Regions from separate parts of the Mus musculus genome. Here all the other regions are linked to region 4. The links are chromatin contacts, called in public ChIA-PET and HiChIP or PLAC-seq maps. All regions are on one chromosome and are shown on one strand. The core of a region is the stretch at or near the end of the contact, and the rest is flanking DNA. Distances in the headings are between cores, read along the strand shown.

The links. ChIA-PET counts read pairs in DNA pulled down with a chosen protein or histone mark. HiChIP or PLAC-seq counts read pairs in DNA pulled down with a chosen protein or histone mark.
Region 1: a contact with region 4 is called in an RNA polymerase II ChIA-PET map of memory CD8 T cells, with 21 read pairs. The contact joins two enhancer-like sites. A contact is called at or near these places in 4 of 115 datasets of contacts at active chromatin or transcription factors (CD8 T cells, effector CD8 T cells, memory CD8 T cells and 1 more).
Region 2: a contact with region 4 is called in an RNA polymerase II ChIA-PET map of effector CD8 T cells, with 3 times the contacts expected there. The contact joins two enhancer-like sites. A contact is called at or near these places in 1 of 484 Hi-C or Micro-C datasets (bone marrow-derived macrophages) and 1 of 115 datasets of contacts at active chromatin or transcription factors (effector CD8 T cells).
Region 3: a contact with region 4 is called in a BATF HiChIP or PLAC-seq map of CD8 T cells, with 8 read pairs. The contact joins the promoter of Morrbid here to the enhancer-like site in region 4. A contact is called at or near these places in 2 of 484 Hi-C or Micro-C datasets (double positive thymocytes and pre-B cells) and 3 of 115 datasets of contacts at active chromatin or transcription factors (CD8 T cells, bone marrow-derived macrophages and pancreatic cancer cells).

Annotation. Positions count from the first base shown.
Region 1 is chr2:128,498,408-128,501,107 of GRCm38.p6, reverse strand. All of the region lies in intron 2 of Gm39928 (a long non-coding RNA gene), which reads left to right. Among named protein-coding and RNA genes, the nearest start is that of Gm39927, 22 kb to the left of the region's middle. Within about 2 kb of position 1,342, at least 46 of the 459 cell types and tissues checked have an H3K27ac peak or open chromatin away from gene starts, as enhancers often do. A contact at or near this core is called in CD8 T cells, effector CD8 T cells and memory CD8 T cells, where this site is marked.
Region 2 is chr2:128,060,162-128,062,861 of GRCm38.p6, reverse strand. All of the region lies in intron 14 of Acoxl (acyl-Coenzyme A oxidase-like), which reads right to left. Among named protein-coding and RNA genes, the nearest start is that of Bcl2l11, 65 kb to the left of the region's middle. Within about 2 kb of position 1,306, at least 74 of the 459 cell types and tissues checked have an H3K27ac peak or open chromatin away from gene starts, as enhancers often do. A contact at or near this core is called in bone marrow-derived macrophages and effector CD8 T cells, where this site is marked.
Region 3 is chr2:128,427,906-128,430,605 of GRCm38.p6, reverse strand. It overlaps Morrbid (myeloid RNA regulator of BCL2L11 induced cell death), which reads left to right and starts at 1,255. Exons shown (of 3, transcript NR_028589.1): 1 at 1,255-1,512.
Region 4 is chr2:128,294,554-128,297,321 of GRCm38.p6, reverse strand. No RefSeq gene overlaps it. Among named protein-coding and RNA genes, the nearest start is that of Gm14009, 130 kb to the right of the region's middle. Within about 2 kb of position 1,406, at least 109 of the 459 cell types and tissues checked have an H3K27ac peak or open chromatin away from gene starts, as enhancers often do. A contact at or near this core is called in CD8 T cells, bone marrow-derived macrophages, double positive thymocytes and 4 more, where this site is marked.

The DNA.
Region 1 (2,700 bases), core at 93-2,592, 200 kb before region 4:
TGGGAAAGTAGCATGCATACACTATTAATTAATAGTTCTTATATAATTAATTATGAATTAACGATGGACTTTTATAATTCCAATCAATAAATATAATCCACTCTCCTTTTATTTTTTTGATCAAAATTTTATTTACTTACTTAGTCCACAGCCCATATTCAAGTCAAATCAGGACACAGTGTTAAATACAGCTTCTATAAAAACATTCTTCTCAGGGCTTTGAGAACAGCTTATCAGGAAAAGTACTTTCCATGCAAGCGTGAGAACCAGAGTTTGTATCTCTAGAACCCATGAAAAACTTAGTCAGGCATGGCAGACTTTCTATAATTGAGCCACCTGGAAGTTAGAGACAGAGGCCTAGCAGGATGGCTAGAAAGATTTATAAAAACAATGTGCTCCAGGTGCAGTGAAAGACTTAGCTTCATAACAAAGAAGATATTTGATGTTAACCTTGGGCTTCCACATACATGCATACAAACATGTATTTAATAGCCCATATTTGCATATATGCATGCACATATACATGCATGCACAGCACACACACATACAAATGGTGAAACTAACTAACTAAATAAATGAAATTCTTCTCTTATTATTTACAAAACAGCCAAGAATAAATTAACAATCAAATTTTAATATATTAAAAAGGGTGGTCTTTCAAAGGTTTATGTGGTGTTTCAGGTCTTAGTTTCAGAACTAAGAAATTACTTTTACAAGATTCTAATGTCAAAAAAAAAGTGGTATTATAATAAATACCTGGATGTTGGTTTTTGATGAGATTTAATCCACTCTCCTTTAAGTAGCTTTAGCTAGGGTATTTTATCACATCAATAGGTACACATCAAAAGGAAGACAGTGATAATGACACTGGTAATTCTTACAGTTTCCCATTGACTTCTGGTACTCTTGTGCTTGCACATGCTCGCAGAAGCACTCTTTCATAGAAGTTGCTTTAGGATCTCTGTCAGATAGTTCTGATCCCACCGTCCTATCACCTCTGCTATCTGCTGATGCTCCTCCTGCGAAAGGGGCATAAATGACTCATTCTTTCTCTTCACTTGAAAAGCTGGGGGAGGGGGAGGGCACTGATGTTATCGCCACGGGGCTCTGGTGAAGGTCTCGACTTCCCACTCAGCCTTTTTGCTATGAACCATCGTGGTGATCCACACTTCCCACACGGTCTCCAGTGGCACCTTGCAAGGGCAAAGGGGCTTCATGCTGCTTGGAATATGGAAGACGCTTCCCATTCAGCTTCCTTTTCACAGAGGGTTAGGGTGACGCCTGGTAGCCGTGAGTCTGGGCTCCCCACTCAGAGCCTTTGCTGGTGTGGGTAGCAACTAGACCACAGCTTCTTGATGGCATTTGGCAGAAGTGGTGTGACTGCGGTTCCTTTGTCTTTCTAGGCTGTCTTCTCCTGGTCCTGTGGCTGTGGGGAAGCAGTCTTTCGTGAGCTATCTTTGTGTTCTAATTTCATTTCTGTGGCTGTCATAAAATACCCTGACACCCCCGCCCCCCCCCAAAAAAAGGTAACTTAAGTGAGACTTTATTTGACTTGAAATCCCAACTAACAGTCCAGTCTATCACTGCAGAGAAATCAAGGTAGGAACTCAAGGCAGCTGGTCTTGCCATATCTAAGAGCAGAGAGAAAATAAATGCATGCTTGCTCAATTGCTTTCTAGTGCTCAGCTTGATTTATCCATTCTTATACAGTTCAGAACTCCCTGCCTAGGGAATGGCACTACCCACAGTGGTCGGGGTCTCCCCACATCAATTAACCTAAGACAGCCCTTCGCCAACAAGCCCACAGGCAAAAGTAGTGCAGACAATCCTTTTGTTGAACTCTCAGCCCAGGTGATTCTAGGTTGTGTCAAGTTTGACTGTTAAGCTAACCACTGTAGTGTCCATTGGTGCCTCCAGGTTGCTAGCTTCTCCAGCTCCAGATCTGGGTCATGGAAGGTGAAAAGTGAACTCAGAACTTCTTCTTGTTCTGTGACTTGGGTTCTAAGTTAAGTGTTGTGTGCTTTTCAACTAACAGTGATAGATTCCACCCACGGACACAATGAATTTTACAAACATGACAAAGATCCAAAAACAATAAAGCCATCACTGAAGGGGCTGTATACTACATACCAGCCACCAGTTATAGCAGTTTTACAACCGACTGGCTCCTGTGAGCTAATCTGGCCTTAAGAACTCCCATTATAATGAGATAAGCATCTGAATCTGTTACTCAACGTAGCTACTATTTCCACACCAACTGATTTCTACCAAGAAATCTCCCCTTGCGAGTTATTAAAGGAGCACACCCGGTGAATTCAGAAAGGACACAATTGCCACATTTGAGTCACAGGGAGGTGGGTGGAGGCAGGAGGAGTGATTCTGTAAAAATGGCTGGAATAGGTGGGAGAAGGTAGGAGTTGCTGAAAAGGTGAAAGAGAAGAACTGTCAGATCTAAGAATCCTCTGCCTACTAGGGGGAGATGGCCCGGGTAATGGTTTCAAGGTGGTGGGACACAGAGGAACAAGGGCAAGAGGATGCTATGGGAGGATAGAAAAGTGCGATAGAGATGTGAGAGGTGGCGTCTCAGCTGATTGTGGGGGACTATGGGGTGGAGAGACCAGCATGCACAGACACCAATGCTACCAGAGGAGGACGTGCACTGTGCCTGCCAGAAGCCTCAGCTGGCTGTACGGATGGATA
Region 2 (2,700 bases), core at 57-2,556, 230 kb after region 4:
TGACCTCAACTGACCACAGGGATCTGTCTACTGCCTTTGGAGAGGGTATTCTTGCATGAGCCAGTTTATCTGTCCCCGTGCCAACCCTGATCTGGGAGATCTCCATGGAACTTTATAGGTCTATGAGGACTGGCCCATCCTCACCAGATCACCAAAGTCCTGTTTCCCAAAGTCTGGCCTCAAATCAAGAAGCCAGCAGAATGTCTAGGCTCTTTGGGCTTACCTGTCTGCTGCCAGAACTGGCCCTCCACTGGGCATCTCTTGCAGTCTGACCTGTCACCAGTCTGACTATGTGGATTCTATGCTGCTGGGTAGCCTGGGGACCCATTACTATTTTTCCATGTGACATTGAAGTGTCTAACACAGATCCCAGCACAGGATAGACCCTAGTGAATCCTCATCGATGCCATTAGTCGAGACAAATAGGGCCACCTGTTGGACCTCACTGTTTCTAACTTACGTAGAAAACTGCAATGACTTTCCGGTACACATCCTAGCCACTGGGATGGCTTGTTTGAGTGAGACCTTCAAGTCCTGTCACTGAGATATAGCACATGCACTGTTAGATGTGAAACCTGTATCAACCTTGAGTTTGCAGCTCAGTGATATTTTAAGTGTCTGGAGGAGGTGCACGCGCATGCATACGTCCATGTGAATGCACGTGGGGGCAGGAGTTCCACGTCAGGATCTTCCCCAGTTGCCCTCCAGTCTGTTTTTTGAAACAGACTCTTTTGCTGAACCTGGAGCTCCCCGCTTTGGAAAGACTGACTGGCCAGAAAGGCCCAGAGAGCATCATTCCTGCCTCCTCAGCACTAAGACTACGGGTGTGTGATACATCAGATCCTGGGACTTGAACTCGGGTCCTCATGGCTGCGTGAGGACTTTAATAACCAAGTCATTTCTCAATACACACACACACACACACACACACACACACACACACACACACACACACAAACAACACTCATCAGTGATTTCTTTCATATGTGTACATACCCCCTGGAATCATGTCACTCAATTGAGAGACAGAGTTCCCCAGATAACTTCTGTGCTTCCGCATGCAGCACCACCCTCTCCCTCTCTGATTGTGACTGCTGCACTATATCACCGTCAGCTGGCTTTCCTCCTCCTCGACCGTCGAATACATGGGGTATCTGGTATACACGCTTTCACATCACTAAGCATGTCAGTAGAACTCACACATGCTGCGTCACATGATTCACTATGTGAAGCCAACCACAGTTTACTTGTCTAGTTTCATATCTATAAACATTCAGTTTCCAGTTTCCAACTTGGGGTTATTAATAGAGCTGTTAGGAACACTCCTGTATAAGGCTATTTATGAACCATGTAGCATCATTTCTTGGCCATATCTCTAGGGACAGAATTTCTGGATCATAGAATAAGTGTACATTTAACATTACAATAGACTTCCAAACTAGTGTGTGTGTGTCTGTGTGTGAGTCTCTCTCCCTCTCCCTCTCCCTCTCCCTCTCCCTCTCCCTCTCCCTCTCCCCCCTCTCTCTCACTGTGTATGAGTGTGTGTGTGTGTGTGTGTGTGTGTGTGTGTGTGTGTAATTGAACCCAGGGCCTTGTGCATGGTAGTGAATGAATGCTCTAACATCACGTTGCATCCTCAGCTTCTATGATTGCATTTAGAATGTCTTAGTTATGAGAGCCAGCGCTGCCCTGCGTTACCCCTGGGGCTGAGTGGCATCTAGCAGTTCAGTTGATATGCGTCAGTGGGTGGGTGTTGGTTCTTCTTTGTGGTTTTGATTTCTAGCTCTCTATGACTAATAAGATTAGGCGAAGTTTCACGTGCTCATTAGCTCCTCTTTTATCTTCTTTTATGAGGTGTCTTTTCAAGTTTTTTTGTGAAAACTTTTCTTAGATCATATCTTTTTCATTATTTCATCCTGGGGGTTCTTCACACATTCTGATAAAACCTTTTGCCAGACACAGACAGACACTGCAAGTAATTCCTCCCCTCCCCCAGGTTTAGTGTTTGCCTCTGCCCTGATGTGTGTCTTTCAGACAACAGCAATTTATCAATAGCTAATGTAAGCAATTGGTGCTTTCTGTGTTTCCCTAAGAAATCTTTGTTTACCATGGCTTCCAGTAGATATTGGTGATGCTTTTCTGTTTTCTCTGGAAATTTTACAGTTCCCCTGATTATATTCAAGTCTATGTTGGTCTTTAATAAACATTTGTGCACGGAGTAAGAAACAGACCACAGCTTGCTTCTTTTTCATTCAGAATCTACTTTTTCTCACTATTTAAAGAAAAAATCCTCCTCATTGTTTAATTTATTTCATGTGAGAATTTGAGTGGGCAAATATGTGGGCTAAGTGGGCCTGGCAGTGCTCTGCCGGTCTGCCTAACTTCCTGCCAACGTCCTCAGGCCTGGACTAGGACAGTCTCGGCACACGCTTTGAAATCAGTTGGCACCAGCCCTCAGTGACTTCCACTTTTTTCAAAGTTCTGTGGGCTATTTTACATCATTTGCATTTCCATATAAACTGTCAAGTGAGTTTGTAAGTTTACAAACACTCTTTCCAAGATTTTGACTGAAGTGGAGCTGACTCTGAAGGGGGCGTGGGACATCTCATGGCAACGTTAAGTCTCATACACTAACAAGATATGTGTCCTGCCATTGTTAATATCTCTTGACTTACTCTGTGCATATTATGTAGTGTTTTG
Region 3 (2,700 bases), core at 6-2,505, 130 kb before region 4:
AGCCTGCTCAAACAACACGATGTCCTGGAGGAGCTGGACTGGTGTTTGGAGGCTTTAGAGGACAATGTACTTGCAAGCTGTTGCCAAGGCCAAATCCTCCGTCTCCTTAGGACTGAACATTCTCAACCTTCCTAGCCCTGCTACTCCTTTAATAAGCTCCTCATGTTGTGGGGAGCCCCAACTGGAGATTATTTCCATTGCTACTTCATAACTGGAGTTTTGCTACTGTTATGAATTATAATATAAATATCTGTGATTTCCAATGGTCTTGGTTGTCCCCTGGGAAAGGGTCATTTGACCCTCAGAGGGGTCTTGACCTATGAATGGATGAGTTTCTTCCCTTGCCCCTGTACCCCCAAATTCTCTCTCCTCCCTGCCTATACTGTTAGCTTTTCCCTAACCTGTTTAAGAGACTCTCTGGCACACATATCTGCTCTTACGTATGCTGTGTTAAGATTCTCTGATATACTGAAATGTACGTTTCAAAAGTGAAACCTCTGCTTTTTTTTTTTTTTTTTTTTTTTTTTTTTGGACAGTGCTGACTTTTGGGGGCAGGGAGGGGTGGGCAAAGATATCAACAATCACAGCAACCCTACCTGGCCTCACCAGAGGCTGCTCAGTGGTACATGGGTTCCGCTTTCTCTGGAGTACTTCTCATAGTTCAAAAAAGCTTGAAGCTGCGGAAGACAGCCCCGCCCTCTGCATCATTCAAAAGAAAACTCAGACATAGAGGCGGGCTCTTGGTTCTTGCATGGAAACGTTCAGGATTCTTTCAAAGTTAGAGAACCATAACTTTGTTTTTTACTCCTTGGTTCTTTTATTCATGTGATTTAGCCTAGCAAGACTAAGTCACACATGCTAACAGCCAGCTCAGAATAGATATAATGATTTTAGATCAAAACTCTGTGCAGAAAAAAAAAAATCATGGACTGAAATAGGGGATATCAGGGCCAAGCAAACTCAGATGCCTTAAGGAAATAGCAAAAATGGGTTCTTCCCTCTTCTGTGGACGGCCAGCGTGTTACAGCACCCGTGTGCATGTGAGATCTCTGCCTTTTATTTTCAGTTACCCCCAAGTCTCCTAACCAAAGCGTCTCCTCCCTGATGAGGGTGATCACTGGCTACAAGCCTGGGGCTTCCACACCCAAGGTCTGGGAAGCTGCTCTTTCCGGAAGGGTGGTAGAGACCCTGGGAACCAGACCAGGCGGGCTCACAAAGTATGAAGAGAATGTCGGGAGAGGAAGTGGTGGCTCTGAGTCAGCACGAGTCATCTGGTTCCAGTGACAATGAAGACTGAGGTGTCTGCTTTGCAGTTTTTTTTTTTCTTTTCTTGTCTTTTTTTTTTTTTTTCCTAATCATGTGGACATCTCTGAGAATGAGGGGACTGGGTGACTTTGCAGTGTCTGCTTTCTAAGTTTCAAAGTGACTTTCCAGGCAAGCTGCGCATATCTTGGGATCTTCACAGCACAGTGGCTGGGAAGGCAGGCGGACCCGTCTATCAGCTTCTCCCTGGTGAGTACTCTCAGTCAAAGATGTTTTCCGTGCACCTCTGAGCTGTGACAGCTGCTGTGTTCTGGGGTAGACACTGCTTCTCCCAGACTTTGAAGGTTTTGTGAGGTCAGAAAAGTGGCTCCCTCTGCCTCCAGCCCACCTGTTGTGTCTGTTGCGGGACTCTTGGAGGAAGTTTCTGAGCTGTGCCTTGTGGATGGTGGCTGTGTGTTATGCTGTCTCAGAGGAGAGCGTGAGGCTTGCCTGGGAAGGAAGCCACCACGGATTCCTAGCTAGAAGCTAAAGTGAAGGTCAGAGACGGAGGTGGGTGAGTTTGTGTTAACTGGGCACTGAGGTTGAACTAGTTTCCGCTCCTAAGAAGCAGAAGGAAGAGCCAACCCCGGGGGCAGCTTCTGGTCTCTGACTCAGGCAGCCAGGCCTGAGCTGTCCAGCTTCAGGGCAAGAAGTATGGCAGCGAGGCAGAATTTTGTCTTTTCTCTGAACACGCTACATCCCGTGCTTCCCTTTAACGCTCCAGGTGGAAAATGTGTTCAAAAGCAGAAAGAAAAGCCACAGGCTAGGGACCAGGAAGGGCATGGTGGAAGATGGGGGAAGGGAGTGGGCTGAGTTACTGCTATTCTTACAAACATCTTTACTGTCAAATAAACAGTTACAGTAACTGCTGTGCCACTTTTAAAGCAAATCTAAAAAGCGGTCATTTGCTTAAAAAGCTGCATAGCAGGCTGCAGGGAAGACAGGAGCCTGTTCTGAGCAACTCACTGGGGCGTGTGGGGCTTCCCGGGTTAAGAATGAGTCAGCAACCTAACTGAATGAGCCCTGAGAGCAGCTCCATTCACTCTGAGCGTAACAGGAGTTTGCCGGCTCGGGTCTTTGCATGATATCAGCATTGCCTGGCCCTCTGTGAAGAGGATAGTCACACACGTTCAGCTTTCTCCTGGAATGTACCTGAGAGGTCTCTTGGCTGTCTCCTTGTCAGGAATACTGTGTTCGGCTTCTTCAGCATGCCTGGGCTGATGACAATCATTTTGGGTCCTGCCCCTGACCGAGCACAGAGTTTGTTAAACGAACTCTGGGGTGCAGGAAGGACCAGGGTAGTCTAGAGCCGCAGTCGCACCCCACCCTTTGAAATAGTTCACACCCTTATGATTGGGAGAATCGGGTGAGACATGAATTTTGAAGCTGGCTTCCACA
Region 4 (2,768 bases), core at 157-2,656:
CCCAGCGACAGAAAGAACAGTGTCTGGCTCTCATTGTCCAACATGAGAAATCACAACGTTCCTTTGGGGAATTCTTTTTCCTGGCAATAAATCCTCAGGGGGAAAAAATCCTGTGACAGAACCAGCCCCAGAGGAATGTCCATAGGTCAGAAGGAGGCCACCTAGCTTGGAAGGTTCTGGAAATTCTAGTTGGGCATTGGGAGGAGTCCAGGCAGCTGCGCTGATGCAAGGGGGCTCCAGAGAGGAAGGAGAACCTCGGGAGTTAGTCAGAGGACGTTGCTCAGAATGAGGGAGAGAGTGGGGGAGGCTACCAGTGGAGGCCAGGGACCGATGTCACTTCACTATCTGTAACTTCCTGTTTTGGAGAAAGAGCCTGAGCTTGCTTTGGGGGAGGGGAGCATGAAAGGTGAAGCCTGGAAGATTGGTGCTTGTGCTCTCACTGGAGGGCAAGAGGGGGTTTAAATGGTCAGAGCAGGGGCCTGGAGAGATGGCTCAGCGGTTAAGAGCACTGAATGCTCTTCCGAAGGTCCTGAGTTCAAATCCCAGCAACCACATGGTGGCTCACAACCATCCGTAATGAGATCTCACGCCCTCTTCTGGAGTGTCTGAAGACAGCTACAGTGTACTTACATATAATAAATAAATAAATCTTAAAAAAAAAAAAAAAAAATGGTCAGAGCAGGATGGGGTGACAGACCTGGGCAGACTAGAAGGAAAAACAATTGGTGATTCTGATTCATTCACCTCAATTGTCACAGAACAGAGCAAACACACATGTAATAAAATCATAAAAGTCTGTGGGAAGTAGAAGAAAGAAACTTCAGCAGATCAAAGCAGCTGATGGGTCAGATACTGGGGTCGGGCCTTTGAACCCCCCAAGGCTACACGAGGCTCCTACCTGGCTGAGATCTATGGCTCTTCTGTTCTCGGACTATTGACACAACAGCCTGGCTGCTCAGAGAAATGGGCTCTGAGGATCCTGGCATCCTTGAGGTAGCTCCAATTTCCTAGATGAGCGTGGGGAGAGTGGAGGGATCTGGGTCTCCTGAGAAGAATCGAAGGTGGAAACTGGAGATAAACACGGGGAGAGAGCTTGCTGTCTATGGCTCAATTGCTCTGCTGAACTGCCTCTTGGTTGAACTGCTGCACAGCCTGAAGGAAACCCTATTCCACCCAGGCTTCCCTCCAGAGCAAAATATCAGCCCTCCTCTGCCAGTGGAGTCCACTGGATAGCCAGGCCTGCTGTCCCCAGAGCCTCTGTCAAACCCGTGATCCTTCTCTTTCCCTGTGACCAACAGTATAGACTCCTGGAACTCAGAAGGACTCCACATGGCTAGAGTGTTCCCAGTGGAATCAGTAGTCTGTCACAGAAAAGGCAAAGATGACTCAGGAAGCAGACGTCTGAAGAGATGCCTGGCCTGACTCCATGGAGGTTTTAGAAAGACATTCACTCTTTCCATAGAGTGGAGAGCCTCACTGGTGCTATGCACATTAAACATCAGATGAACTCGCTCCATCTCAAGGGTATTCTGAGTACCCCTCCCCCAACCCTCACCAAGGGTCTTCCCTGCTTTTTGGTACCCTCTCCCAATCATATAGAATTTAAGGCAGATTATAAATTTAACTACTCTGCTAAGTTGCGATAAGTAATAAATTCATTTCTTTTTGTGTGTGTTTTAAAGCTTTGTAGAAAACAACAATGTCAACAACACTAACCCAAACATTGTAAGGCTGAGACACAAAGACATTGAGTTTGAAGGTAACCTGGGCTACATAATGAATTGTATATTCCAGACCAGCCTGGGCTACATGGCAAGCCCTGTCTCAAAAATAAACAAATAGATGAAAATCTATTTTTGCCCAAAATAACTGTTTACGGTAACTTCCATGAAATGCCCCAGGTCTGGGTTTTGCTGTTAGTGTCTCCAGCTGGGCACGATCTTTGATGTAATCAGTGACTCAGCTTACTCGAAATAAACCTGTTGTCAAAGATTCAAAATTTATCTCTTTGACACACACATGTCTTGTGACCCGCCTGTCCTTCTGCTCAAAGCACTGTCCCAATCCCTCTGACTCAACGGGGAAACCACAATCTACAAGAAGCCAGAGCGTTCCCACACCTGGGGTGGGCTGCGCGTCACCAGCAGGGCAGCAGATGTCATTGTGCCTGAGCAGGAAGCTCGGCAGGATGGCTTCTTTGCCACTCCTCTGTCCACAGGAAAGCATGGTGACGTGGTGGATTCGTGATTTGGTGGGGAGCACGGTGAGGTGTGACTTGCCATCCTCTCTAAATAGATTGTTCAACCCAGAAGCAGTTGTTTCTTGGGGGAGGCATAACTTGAGGTAGGTCTGGAGATGGCAATGGCTCTTGAGCTCTTGGCTAGCACCTGTGTCGTCCTGGGGCCACTGCTGACCCACCAAGACCCTCTACAACAGGTGCTGCATGTCATAGCTGAAGGCTGTCCCACTCACCCAGGTCCCCCACCAGTCACTCACAACCATGCAAAAAGGGAAGTCTTGGCCAAAACTCACTGTCGGTTTGGTGCCTGCTCTCAGAATGGCACTGTCTGAGAATAATGAGGTGCTCTGTGTAAAGAAAGGGGAGAGAGTCAGGGCTGCCTCCAAAGCCCTGTTCTAGACTCTGTTGCTGTGGTGGTTTGAGTGAGAAAGCCCCCCCCCCCCCGTGGGCTCACATATTTGAATCTTTGATACCCAGTTGGTGTGCCACTGGGGATGGGCCTCTCTCTTCTCTCTCTCTCTCTCTCTCT